2 separate regions of the Mus musculus genome follow, and region 1 is linked to region 2. The links are chromatin contacts, called in public HiChIP or PLAC-seq maps. All regions are on one chromosome and are shown on one strand. Each heading gives the region's core, a stretch centred on a gene start, on an enhancer-like site or on the middle of the called end of the contact. The rest is flanking DNA. Distances are from core to core; before and after follow the strand shown. Region 1 overlaps M1ap (meiosis 1 associated protein). Region 2 has its middle 11 kb from the start of 2310069B03Rik.

What was found. HiChIP or PLAC-seq counts read pairs in DNA pulled down with a chosen protein or histone mark.
Region 1: a contact with region 2 is called in a BATF HiChIP or PLAC-seq map of CD8 T cells, with 6 read pairs. The contact joins two enhancer-like sites. A contact is called at or near these places in 3 of 39 promoter capture datasets (the SN4741 cell line, hematopoietic stem and progenitor cells and neutrophils), 2 of 15 datasets of contacts at CTCF or cohesin (CD8 T cells and the NIH/3T3 cell line), 2 of 115 datasets of contacts at active chromatin or transcription factors (CD8 T cells and embryonic stem cells) and 2 of 9 other capture datasets (adipose tissue and macrophages).

The regions. Positions count from the first base shown.
Region 1 is chr6:82,953,521-82,959,300 of GRCm38.p6, forward strand. M1ap (meiosis 1 associated protein) reads left to right here. Exons shown (of 10, transcript NM_033079.2): 2 at 2,889-3,186. The coding sequence starts at 2,947. Among named protein-coding and RNA genes, the nearest start is that of M1ap, 9.5 kb to the left of the region's middle. Within about 2 kb of position 3,136, at least 31 of the 459 cell types and tissues checked have an H3K27ac peak or open chromatin away from gene starts, as enhancers often do. A contact at or near this core is called in CD8 T cells, where this site is marked.
Region 2 is chr6:82,889,756-82,895,580 of GRCm38.p6, forward strand. No RefSeq gene overlaps it. Among named protein-coding and RNA genes, the nearest start is that of 2310069B03Rik, 11 kb to the left of the region's middle. Within about 2 kb of position 1,961, at least 31 of the 459 cell types and tissues checked have an H3K27ac peak or open chromatin away from gene starts, as enhancers often do. A contact at or near this core is called in CD8 T cells, where this site is marked.

The DNA.
Region 1 (5,780 bases), core at 1,886-4,385, 65 kb after region 2:
CAGTCTGTTCTGAAGCTCACAACATAGCCCAGGCTGGCTTCCATCTTCCTGCCTCAGCCTCACAACTCATATTGAGCCACAATGCCGTGCTGCTCCAAGTTTATACTAACGTATTTTAACCAAATTATTCTTTCCCAAGTTACTAAGGGACTTTGTCATGTATGGACATTAGATTAAAAAAAATCTATAGAGGATTATATAATTTTCTCATTTAATCTTTTACTGTGATAAATTATAATTCTGATGTTATATTGAACTTAGACTCTCTGGTTTCTTTCTTTCTTTCTTTCTTTCTTTCTTTCTTTCTTTCTTTCTTTCTTTCTTTCTTTCTTTCTTCTTTTTTTTTTTTTGGTTTTTCGAGACAGGGTTTCTCTGTGTATCCCTGGCTGTCCTGGAACTCATTCTGTAGACCAGGCTGGCCTCGAACTCAGAAATTCGCCTGCCTCTGCCTCCCAAGTGCTGGGATCAAAGGCGTGCACCATGCCCGGCTTCTGGTTTCTTTTTTTTAGTTCCTCTTTTTTTAAAAAAATTGTTTATTTATTTTATATATATATGAGTACACTATTGCTGTCTCCAAACACACTGGAAGAGGGCATCAGATCTCATTACAGATGGTTGTGAGCCACCATGTGGTTGCTGGGAACTGAACTCAGGACCTCTGGAAGAGCAGCCAGTGTTCTTAACCACTGAACCATCTCTCCAGGCCCCTTTTCCTCTTTTTAAAGACAAGTTTTTCTTTACACTGTAACCCAAGCTGACCTCAAACTTAAAACAATTCTTCTGTCACAGCTTCCCAAATGCCAAGGTTAGAGATGTATGTGTAAGCCACCATGCCTGGCTAACATTATGCTTCTGAGATAAACCCAACTTATGGTCATAATATGTTATTTTTACTTTCTGCGTATGAGTGTTAATGCTTGAATGTATGTCCATATACCACTCTGATACTTGCAGAGGCCAAAAGAGGATGTCAGAGCTCCTGGGACTGGTGTTACACACAGTTGTGAGCTACCATTACAGCTGCTAGGAATTGAACCTGGGTCCTCTGGATGAGCAGCAAGTGCTCTTAACTGCTGAGCCATCCCTCCAGCCTATGATGTGCTATTCATTTTACATGTTCCTAGTTTTAATTTCTTGTCTTATTTGGGATTTTTACATCTAAGTTTATGGTAAAAATAATTTTACTTTTCTCCTTTTTTATTAACAAAATTGGTTCTTTGACAATCAGATATATATACATATATATATATATGTATATATGTACATGTGTATACACACACACACACACACACACACACACACACACATATATATATATATATATATATATATATATATATATATATATATATATATACATATATATCATTTGGAATACTCTCCACCCTATCACCTGCTCTTATTTCCTCCCACCCCTGTCCACCCATATTTACTAGTTTTTGTTTTGTTTATTGTCCCACTGAGTTCAACTAGGGTCATCTGTGTGATCCAGAGCATAGCAGTTCATGTATAACTGGATACTGACTATGCCTCCCATCCTCCCAGATTCTATTAATTCTATTGATTCTGCAAATCAATTATAATAAGCAGTAGAACCCTATCCCTTCCATAGCTGACTATTAGGAGGGCCAATCTGCTTTCATGATTGTTGTGGCCATGCTGTACTTTTTCAGCCCTTCTCCATATCTTCCATCTTTTACACCTTTCTGCCTCCTCTCCCAGAGTGTCCTCAGAGACTTAAAGGGATCGGGTAGATGTCTTATTTAGGGCTGAGCCCTTAACCATCCATCCTTTATTCTTAGTATCTTATGCATGGTTTTCATATTCACCTCTGTTCACTGCCAGGATTGGCTTCTTTATTTAAAGCTGAGAGTAGCCTGTGGGTGTAAACATAGATATTTAGAAGGTGGTTTAATAGTGTGTCAGTTTATCTAAGCAGCAATGTACCCATGAACTCTACAGTCATGTTTTGGACCAGGTTTACAGTAGTAGGTATAGGTTCCCTCCTATAGAGCCAGCCTGAAATCCAATTGAGAAGTGGTTGGTTACTCCTGCCCCATAACAGTCATGCCATTATTGCACAAATGGGCACATCTTGCCAGGCAGGTTAGAATCATAGTTCCTAGGGTTCACAGCTGCGTAAAACTGTTGATGCCTCCAGCCCCCAACAGCCTTCACAGCACCTTCCAGCACTGTGGGAGGTAGCCATCAGGGAGGAAACATCTAACTCAGTTTCTCAATACCTTTTATTCTAGGTGTGTGGTGCCTGCAGCAATAGGCTTTTATCAACTACTTGTAATGGGGAACCAAGAAAAAGTAGCAAGAACCTTTATTATTTTGGGAGCCTCCCTGAGTAGCAAATCCTATGGAGTTATCCCACACCCGACCCTGTGGGAAGCCTTATAATATGGTGAGAAAGACAAACATAGAAACAAGTTAAAATATAGGGCAATAAGCAGTAACAAAACTTATGAGGGCAGATAAGAGATTCCAAAACTTGTGTTTGAGGCACACTGATGTTCATGTATAATTCCTGCACTTGGCAGACGGAAGCAGAAGGATCAGGAGTTCAAGATCATACTCAGCTACATAGTGGACCCTAGGCTAGCCTAGGTAACATGAGACCTTGTAAAACCAACCAACCAAACCTGAAGTTTGACTTCTGTGTAACTGCTTTATTCTTTATTAGTTCCACAAGCATCTCTAAGCATTCTCATACTTACGCTAAAATCAAACACAAAGATCAATGTGGGGTGATCTTGCCAAGTTTGATGTGGTGCCCACATTGAATCCTTTTTAGGGATTTTTATCCCCTCAATATATATTCTTTGCTTCAAGTACCTGATCCAATTTTATGAAAGCCAGTCATTTTTTTTTCCTTTCCTTAGGCTCATAAAACATTGGTTATTCAAGTGGTGGCCACAGTTCCACACTGCTTTGGCTGCCATGAACCGAAGGAAAACTACTAGTAGAGGGACCTCCGCTGCCATGAAAATTAGTCATCAACCTCCGAGGCTTCTCATTGTGAATATTGCCGTACCTTCCTGGGTTGACATCTGCCCCAACCTCTGTGAGGCCTTGCAGAACTTCTTCTCGATAGCCTGCAGTTTGATGGGCCCCAGCCGGATGTCTCTGTTCAGCTTATACACAGTACAGAACCAGCATGAGTGTGTCCTCCCATTTGTGGTAAGTCTATCTCTACTGTTGGTATCCTGAAAGCAAATGAGATTTCCATAGCAGAACTCACAGTTGGTATTTCTTACAGTAAAAACCACATTGGTTCTTCATATCTGATTAGCCCACATGAACCAGAAGTTATCAGGTGTATGTGGGAGTTTGTGCTGCAAGAGGGAGCCTCTGAGTTGTAAATTTGAGGGTTGAAATAGGCTGCAACCATCCCTCTCATTGAGAGAAGAGAAGTCTTAGCATTTGCAGTTCTTTGAAGTGCAAACAGCTAGAGCCTTTCACCCTCTTTGAAATGTAAACACTTAAAGAAGTTTCTAAAGCTCTTCAGCGGTCTGGTTATCCAATCAAACTTGTCCTGGGGTAAAACTCAAGGCCCTAATTTCTTTGCTCAGAAATTCCTAACTGCAAAAACCATGAGACTATTTTTCCCTGGGCTCCACTCCAGTGAAACATGAGCTCCCTTCCTGTCAAACACCAGTAAGGTTTTAGAAGGAGGGGCTGAGGACCATTCTCTTTACAAAGCCCCCTTTCAATAGTCTACTTCCTCTCTTCCTCAAAGAAATTCAAGCTTCCCTCTCTCTTAGATATAGTTCAAAATCATGGGGATGGCAAAGACTTCCAGTGATTCCACGCAGCTCCTTCTCTGAGTCAACCTTATTGTTAAATCGATGTACGTGCACGATGTCTTTAAGATAACCAAAGGAAGGCGCTTCACAGACTTGTTGGTGGTTAAGTCTGTAAAATCTAACTAGAAGCCACTCGTTTTCTCCTCACTGAAAGTGAAAATATAACATCTCTTTTGGTATTATAAAGTATGGAAATAATACTCATTTGTTGAGTTCCCTTTCTATTACCATAATAAACACTGTTGTGGTTTGAATATGGTTGGTTCAGGGAGTGACACTATTAGGATGTTTGGCCTTATTAAAAGAAGTGTGTTACTGTGGGGGTGGGCTTTGAAACCCTCCTCCTAGCTACCTGAGGATGCTGAGTCTTCTCCTATCTGTCTTTGGATCAAGATGTGGTCTGCTAAGTTAATATATTCTAAAGGTTTTAATATATCAGTCATAAGACATTGATTCTAACACAGAGGTGGGCAAGGAATGGTGCCAGTGGGCTAGAACTAGCTAACTGTGTCTCTCCACTATACAAAAATCCTAGTCAGACACAGCTTCTTTCCAGGAGCTCTCATTCACAGAGAGGAAAGGGTTTATTGGACTTACATATTCAGATCACAGTGCATCATGAAGAAAAGTCAGGGCAGGAACCTGTCAGAAGTCATCTAGGAAAGACTAAGGCATGCAAATGAGTTTTATGGAGATGACCTTCCATTTTGCATGGCCTTCGATGGGTGAGCTCTGAGATGCAAGGCCACCAGAGACTTTATCCCAGGATTGCTTCTTGCTGCTGATATGCCTTTCCTGTCACTGTTATAAAACCTAATGAATCCTGGACATTGCCCCATCCTATTGGGCAGATTTCCTGTAGAATCAATATGAAGATGTAGTTTCATATAATAATGCTGTGTAGACAAATTGATGATTTCATAATTCCTGATAATGGTCTTATAAAATTCCTAAATTTATATAAGTGATTTCAAGCCATATATAGAATAAAGCTGCAAATAGAGCTCTGTAAAGCTTCATGTGTCATGAGTTAATTGCAATAAGATAAGAAAGCAGGTTTGAAATAAATATGTGATCAAGAAAAAACATTCATTCTAAGTCAGATCCAAGGATGAAATCATAGGTATGCGCTATGGTAAAGCAAGGCCATGTGAAACTGTCCTTTTAACTTGCAATGAGCTTATAGAATGAAATACTGCTTTGAACTCACTATGGACATCCTTTTGTAACTCCCCTTTTGTGCAACATTTTATCTATGAAGTAATTTTATAAAGAACTTTTGTCTAAGAAGGTATAAGGCAGACAGAGAGAAAAAATAAGTGTGACACTTGGGGCTCAGCCCCATCCACCAAATGTATATACGTATAAGTCTATTTGTCTATCTGTATGCACATACATATGTATATAGGTATATGTGTAGGTATGTAAATATACATGAATATTTGTGGAATTGTTGAGACTGGTGGTCTGGCCTGGCCAAAGTATTTCCTCTTCTTTTCTTTCTGGCTCACAAAAAGTTAATGAACTCCAAATCTCTAGGCTTGCCAGCCAGGGACCCTTGAGCCAGAGAAGAACTGCTAAAAGTCTGTAGATTTTGGTCACAGAACAGCAAAGAATTAAAGACAGAAGAATTACCAACAATAAAGCAGCTTAGGCTCCTATCACTGACTCCATATCCCTACACTGCCTTCCTCGGGGGAAACTGTAATGCCAGAAAGCTCCCCAGCAGGAAACAAAGTAGAGGCAGGCCGTGGAGGAGTGCTGCTTTCTAGTTTGTTCTTCATAGCTTGCTCAAACTGCTTTCTTATACAACTCAAGACCAGCTGCCTAGGAATGACACCAACCACAGTGGTTTGGCCCCTTCCATATCAACTGTTAATCAAGAAAATGCCCTATAGACTTGCCTACAGGCCAATCTAATAGAGGCATTTTCTCAACTGAGGGTCCCTCTTCCCAGATGACCCTGCT
Region 2 (5,825 bases), core at 711-3,210:
TCAGGGTGACTAGGACAAAGGGGTCCTTTAGAACTCTAAACTCATTTTCCTGTTGTCTTTGATTCTAAGGAACTACTAAGCTCTGTGGCAGGCCCTAGGAACCACTAGTCACTTGAGGGACCCTACAGGAAAGGCAGACGCACACAAACATGGTGCTTTAGAAATAGCAGCTACAACTGCAGACGGCAGAGCAGGGCTCAGGGACTCTGAAGCAGGGTCACCGCAGCTTCTGGGGCCACGAGGACTCATCATCTCTTCTTTACAAAGAACTGTCTAGCAGCAGCAATGTCGGCTGAGCCCCCTCCACATGTCGTGTGCTGGGCTCTACATGTGGTCTCTAACCCAACCCTTCTGATGATGCCATATCCTATTTTACAGAAAAGGAAACCGAGGCTCAGAACTCAGGCCCACCTCTCAACCAAGAAACCACAATGTGGTGCAGACAGTCCGAGAGTCATGCTAGATGCGATTTCAGGTTGAAAGCTACACAGCCCAAAGAAGATCAAAGTTAAACTGCAGAATGGGAGTGGAGGAAAGGGGTCCCAAGTATTGATAGAGCACCTCAATTCCTACCCAGCCCACCCGGGGTCAGCTTTCTGTACTTGACCCCAGAGACCTGACACTCACAGAGGCCCAAAGGATGAATCTGTTTCCTGATGCTCACATCCTGGCCTTCTTCTCCCAGCTAAAGTGGACACTAGGAGGCTAAGAGTGTAGCTTAGGGGGAGGATACTCTACATGCTCGGCATGTATGAAGTCCTGGCTTCAGTTCTGGAGATACAGTTAAATAAAATGGATACTAGGAACTGAACATTCCAAGAACCATTTTCATCTGGGTACCACCTTCAGGGCTCGTGGGTTGCTGAGGAGGACTCAAAACCTCAGGTCACATTGGGATTTGACCCTACCACTAACAAAGAGATACAAAGACCCGCAGTGTCCCTTTTCATCAGCATCTCACAGGAGGGTCAATCCAGGCGAGCCCATGCTTTCCTCAGTTCCCATGAATCAGTGCTCTGGAAGCAAACGCTGTTATTGAGACTCTGGAAGCTCAGTTATTAATAGAGCCAAAGACCGGGCTTTACTTGAAAGACAGGTACCCTGTCCACCCAGTGCTGACCAGGCCATGGGATGGGGGGAGTACTGAAGTTGTTGCGGGTGGTTTTCTGCTCTTCTTAGTGCCCCCTAATGACAGCATCTCCCAGGAAAAGGTCAAAGTTAGCCTTTCATTCTGGTCCTTGCAACGCCCAGGGCTTCCCAGCAGCTGGCAGAGGAGGGTGGGCCAGGGAAGCTTGCTTTACTGATTCTCTGTTGAGACCCACTCCTTCCATGCCTGATGCTTTTCCAAACCACTCTTGTCAACATACCTTGGCGACTTTGCAGCTTCCCTAACCTTCCAGAGCCTTGTTTGTCTCCATCAGTCGCTACCATAATGCCTTCTTTGTTCCATGGGCACTTGCGCACCTTATGCACATCTGGATTGCTGAAATATTGGAGCTGGGGGTGGGGCGGTGATGATTTGAGATGTAGTTCTTGCCTACAGACCAAGTGCTTGCCTACCTATTGTACGACAGACTTTTCATGGAAGGACACCAAGACACTCATCTATTCACCCCAGAGAGGGAGGCCATGGCAGATCAAAGTAACGACTGTAGCAACATCCAATTTGGTAAAAAGTAAGTTTTTACAGGAGTTACTATCAGGACTGTGGGTGAGGGGGTCACTTATAAAGAGCAGGGATCACTCAGAAGCAGCCGCATCACCAGAAAGCCCACCCCAACATGGGTGACCTGTCCCCATAGCTGCAACCCTGGAGCTCTCTGTGCATCCTGGGGCACTTCAGCAGCTCAATCTCCAGACACTGCGCATGGGGCTGAGCCGTAAGCATCCTTCAGACTTGTGTGCTCCCAGGCATGTGACCTTTCGTTGCCCTCCTGGAGAAAGTATTTGCTCAGAGGGCGTGTTGCCACTTTGCTGCTGCGTTTCTTTTACAGGATAATAGCAGTGGGTTTTCCCCTAAGGTGGCATAGGCCTGACCCACTTCCTTCTGCAGGAAATAGAAAGGGGAAAGGTTGTTGGTGCCCAATTGGTTCTTTTCCCCTTTTCCTTAAAGTCTGGGCCCCATCCCATGGGAAGGGATCACTCTGTTCAAGGTGGGCTTTCTCCCCCAGTTAATCCTCTTTGGAAAAACTCTGTCTCTCTCCCCGTCTCTCTGTGACTGTGTGCATGTCCGTCTGTCTCTCTTCTCTCTCTGTCTTTTCTCTTCATCTATATCCCTCTCTCATACAGACACACAAAATGGGCTTCATTAATGACCTGCTTGTGTATATTTGTATTTTATCATTTAATTTTTTGTGTGTTTTGTTTTAAGATTTATTTTATTGTATGTGTGTGACTGTTCTGCATGCGTGTATGTCTATGTGTGGGCCTGGTACCCATGGAGGTCAGAAAAGGGCCTGAAATACCCTGAAACTGGAGTTTATGGATGGCTAACCATAAACTGCCGTGTGGGTTCTGGGAAGTAAGCTCTGGTCCTCTCCACGGGCATCTGTTGAACCATGGAGCTCTCTCTCTAGCCCCTGCTAAGCTGTGTGTCTGTCTGGTGTCCTCTTGCTTGGGCTGCAGCCTTGTTGATGGATTGTATGTTGATGAGGACTGACCTGCTCTCACCACCCTGAGAAGACATTTATGATGATTACTTTTGATTGTCGACTTGACTGACTTAACGGCCAACTAAGGTTGTGCGTGATGGCACATACATTTAACCCCAGCACCCGGGAGGCAGAGATAGGTAGATTTCTGTGAAATTTGAGGATAGGGGGATCTATGTAGTGAGTTCCACACTAGCCAGGGCTATAGTGTGAGACTCTGTCTCAAAATCAAATCAAAACAAAAACAAAACTAACTAAAAGGAAAAACAAACAAAAAACTGGGCTGGAGAACTGGAGGGTCACAACCACCTGTAACTCCCATTCCAAGGGGTCTTCTGCCCTCTACAGGCCTCCATGGACACTGCACTCACACACACAGCAAGAAAGACACACACAAACACACACAATTTTACAAAATAATAATGAATTCTTGAAAGGAGAAAGAGAGAGAGATGTTGGCACAGAAGTGTCAGAAACTTCTCGATTGCCCCCACACTTGGCTCGTGGGATCCTGCTGGGCATTCCATGAACACGCGTGAGCAGTCACCACTGTTTGGTGGCTGGCATGGTTAACCCCATAGACTGATTCTGAGATTCTCGTTTGCACAGGCTTCCATAAATGCACAAAGTACCTAGAACGGTCTTCTTCTTAAGGTTGAAATCACAGCCTGGACTACCACTTGCTTCTGGTATCTCTTCTATACTGATGCTAAGTTCCTTTGACCTGAAGCAGGTGATGTCAGTCTCATTGCAAGGACTGCCCAGTGCCCTTTCTCCTCATATTCTGAGCACAGAATGCGCTGCCCTTGCTCATGACCCATTCAGGACTCATCCCCGCCCTCCACTCTTCGTGAACCTGGGGAGTATGGAGATGCGGCACACAGAGGAGGAGAAGAGGGCTTCAAAAGGCCTGGCCAGTTGGTATGAGATGTCTGAAATGTGTTTACTGGTCAGGGAGGAGTTGTGGAAGAGGTAGGTATCATTAAAATACATTGTCATTGTATGAAATTCTCAACGAATGAATAAAGACACTGTCTTTTTTAAAAGTACTAACTGAATATAGAATATAAAGATTTTTTTCTAGCAGTGTTGAGAACCTGTTGAGGGAGGAAGTCATCAATCTGTCCCCAGTCAGCCAGTCTGACTGAATTTTCTCTGGCTCAACTCAAGCATAGAGAATAAATGTTAGGAATGACTGAGTTAGGAAGTGACCTAATTCAGGTGGATGGGGAGAGCAAGCTGTGGGTCACTGGGTCCAGGGCACGCACAGACACACAGACAGACAGGGGGGGGAGAGGGAGAGGGAGAAGGAGAGGGAGAGGGAGAGGGAGAGGGAGAGGGAGAGGGAGAGGGAGAGGGAGAGGGAGAGAGAGGAGAGAGAGCGAGATGTGGTGTCCCACTGCAGTCAAACTGCGGGGAACCAGCCAGGACCTTGAGAGGGGTAAATGGGGTGGGGTGGGGGGGGGTGTACAGAGGAGGGAAGTTCAGGATGAAGGAAACTAATACAGTTTGCACTTCAAGGTAGATTTGGATTCAGTGCCCTTGACAGCTACATAGTAATTTTAAGGCTGGTGTAGGTCACATGAGACCCTATTTCAAAAAGATAAAAATAGGCAGAGCAGAAGTGGCACAGGCCTTTAATCCCAGCACTTGGGAGGCAGGGACAGGAAGATCTCTGTGAGTTCAAGGCCAGCCTGGTTTACAGAGTGAACTCTAGAACAGCCAGAACTACACAGAGAAATCTTGTCTTTATTATTATTATTACTATTTCTTTATTTATATTTCAAATGTTATCCCCTTTCCTAGTTTTCCCTCTGAAAACCCCTATCCCATCCTCCCCAGAAACCCTGTCTTTAAAAAATAAATAAATAAATAAATAAATGAATAAATAAAACATGTTTAAGAAGAATGCTTCCTATGTCCTTTAACACCCAGGTTCTCAAGACTGTTAATCTATCAACTATCCTTTTTGTCTACACCCCACACACCTTCCCTCTGTTCTTATCTCCTGAACTCTTCCCACTGGCAATGGAAGCAGCCAGATCTTGGCTGGATGTAGGGTGCCTGCCTAGCATGCATGAAGTCCTGAATTCCATCTCCAGCACTCCACATAGACTGGACATGGTAGCACATGCCTGTCATCTCAGCACTCCAGAGGTTAAAGTGGGGAGGAGCAGAAATTCAAGATCATCCTGGACCATAGTGAGTTCAAGGCTAGCTTGGGCAGCAGGAGACAAGAAGGAGGAGGAGGAGGAGGAGGAGGAGAGAGAGGGGGGAGGGGAGGAGGAAGAGAAACAGAAAGAAGAGAGGAGGAGGAGGAGGAAGAAGTAATAGATCTATCCCTTCATAAAGCCAAGCAGCTCTTGATTTTCCCTAACACCACAAAAAGTTGTCTCCTCTCCCTAACGACTTTCTTCTTCCTCTCTTCTGGTCTCACTCACTTTTAAGAAACTAATGCTTGCCCACAGTTTGCCACATGTCTAGGGATCTACCATTGATGTCACTGTAACCTGTGCTCAATTCTCTCCTGGGTGACCATTATCAACAGTCTTTCTGTCACTGTTCCTCTTCAATCACTCCTTGTATTTTTGGGGTATCTCCCTCTTCACCCACAATCCATCTTTCCCCCACGGTGAACAGTTGACTTCTTGTAGAGTCTGAGCTTTGTTTTCTGTGTATGGAACCATCCTATATGGGTTTTGTATTACCTACATTATGGTGAGATGTTCATATTTGAGCTCTGTGCCAGCAAACCTAACCAGGGATGGTCAGAGACTCCTGAATCTGGGGGAGGCATATAACAGCCTGAGGCCAGGAAAGGACTTTTGAGCTTAAATCTACAGATAGGTCTGTTTCTTGGGTGGAAGAACAGAAGACAGATACTACTCTCTGAGAAAGGGTAGTTCAGTCAGCTTTCTGGATAGCTACATGACAGCTCCAGCCCTAGCCACTCTGCTCCAAAACATGAGTTATACCTGTTTTTTTCTTGTTTACAGCCTACAACCTCTGCTGGCTTTCTCCCATTGAAATGTTTTTACTGGATAGATCTCTCGATCTATACCCAGGTTCTCCTACTTTGCATGAGATTGGCAATTAAATTAGATTCTTTCACACAGTACCTACTGTTGCTCTGAAATCCCTTTGCCTACTCCCTCCCCTAGTCCCTGTGATCTT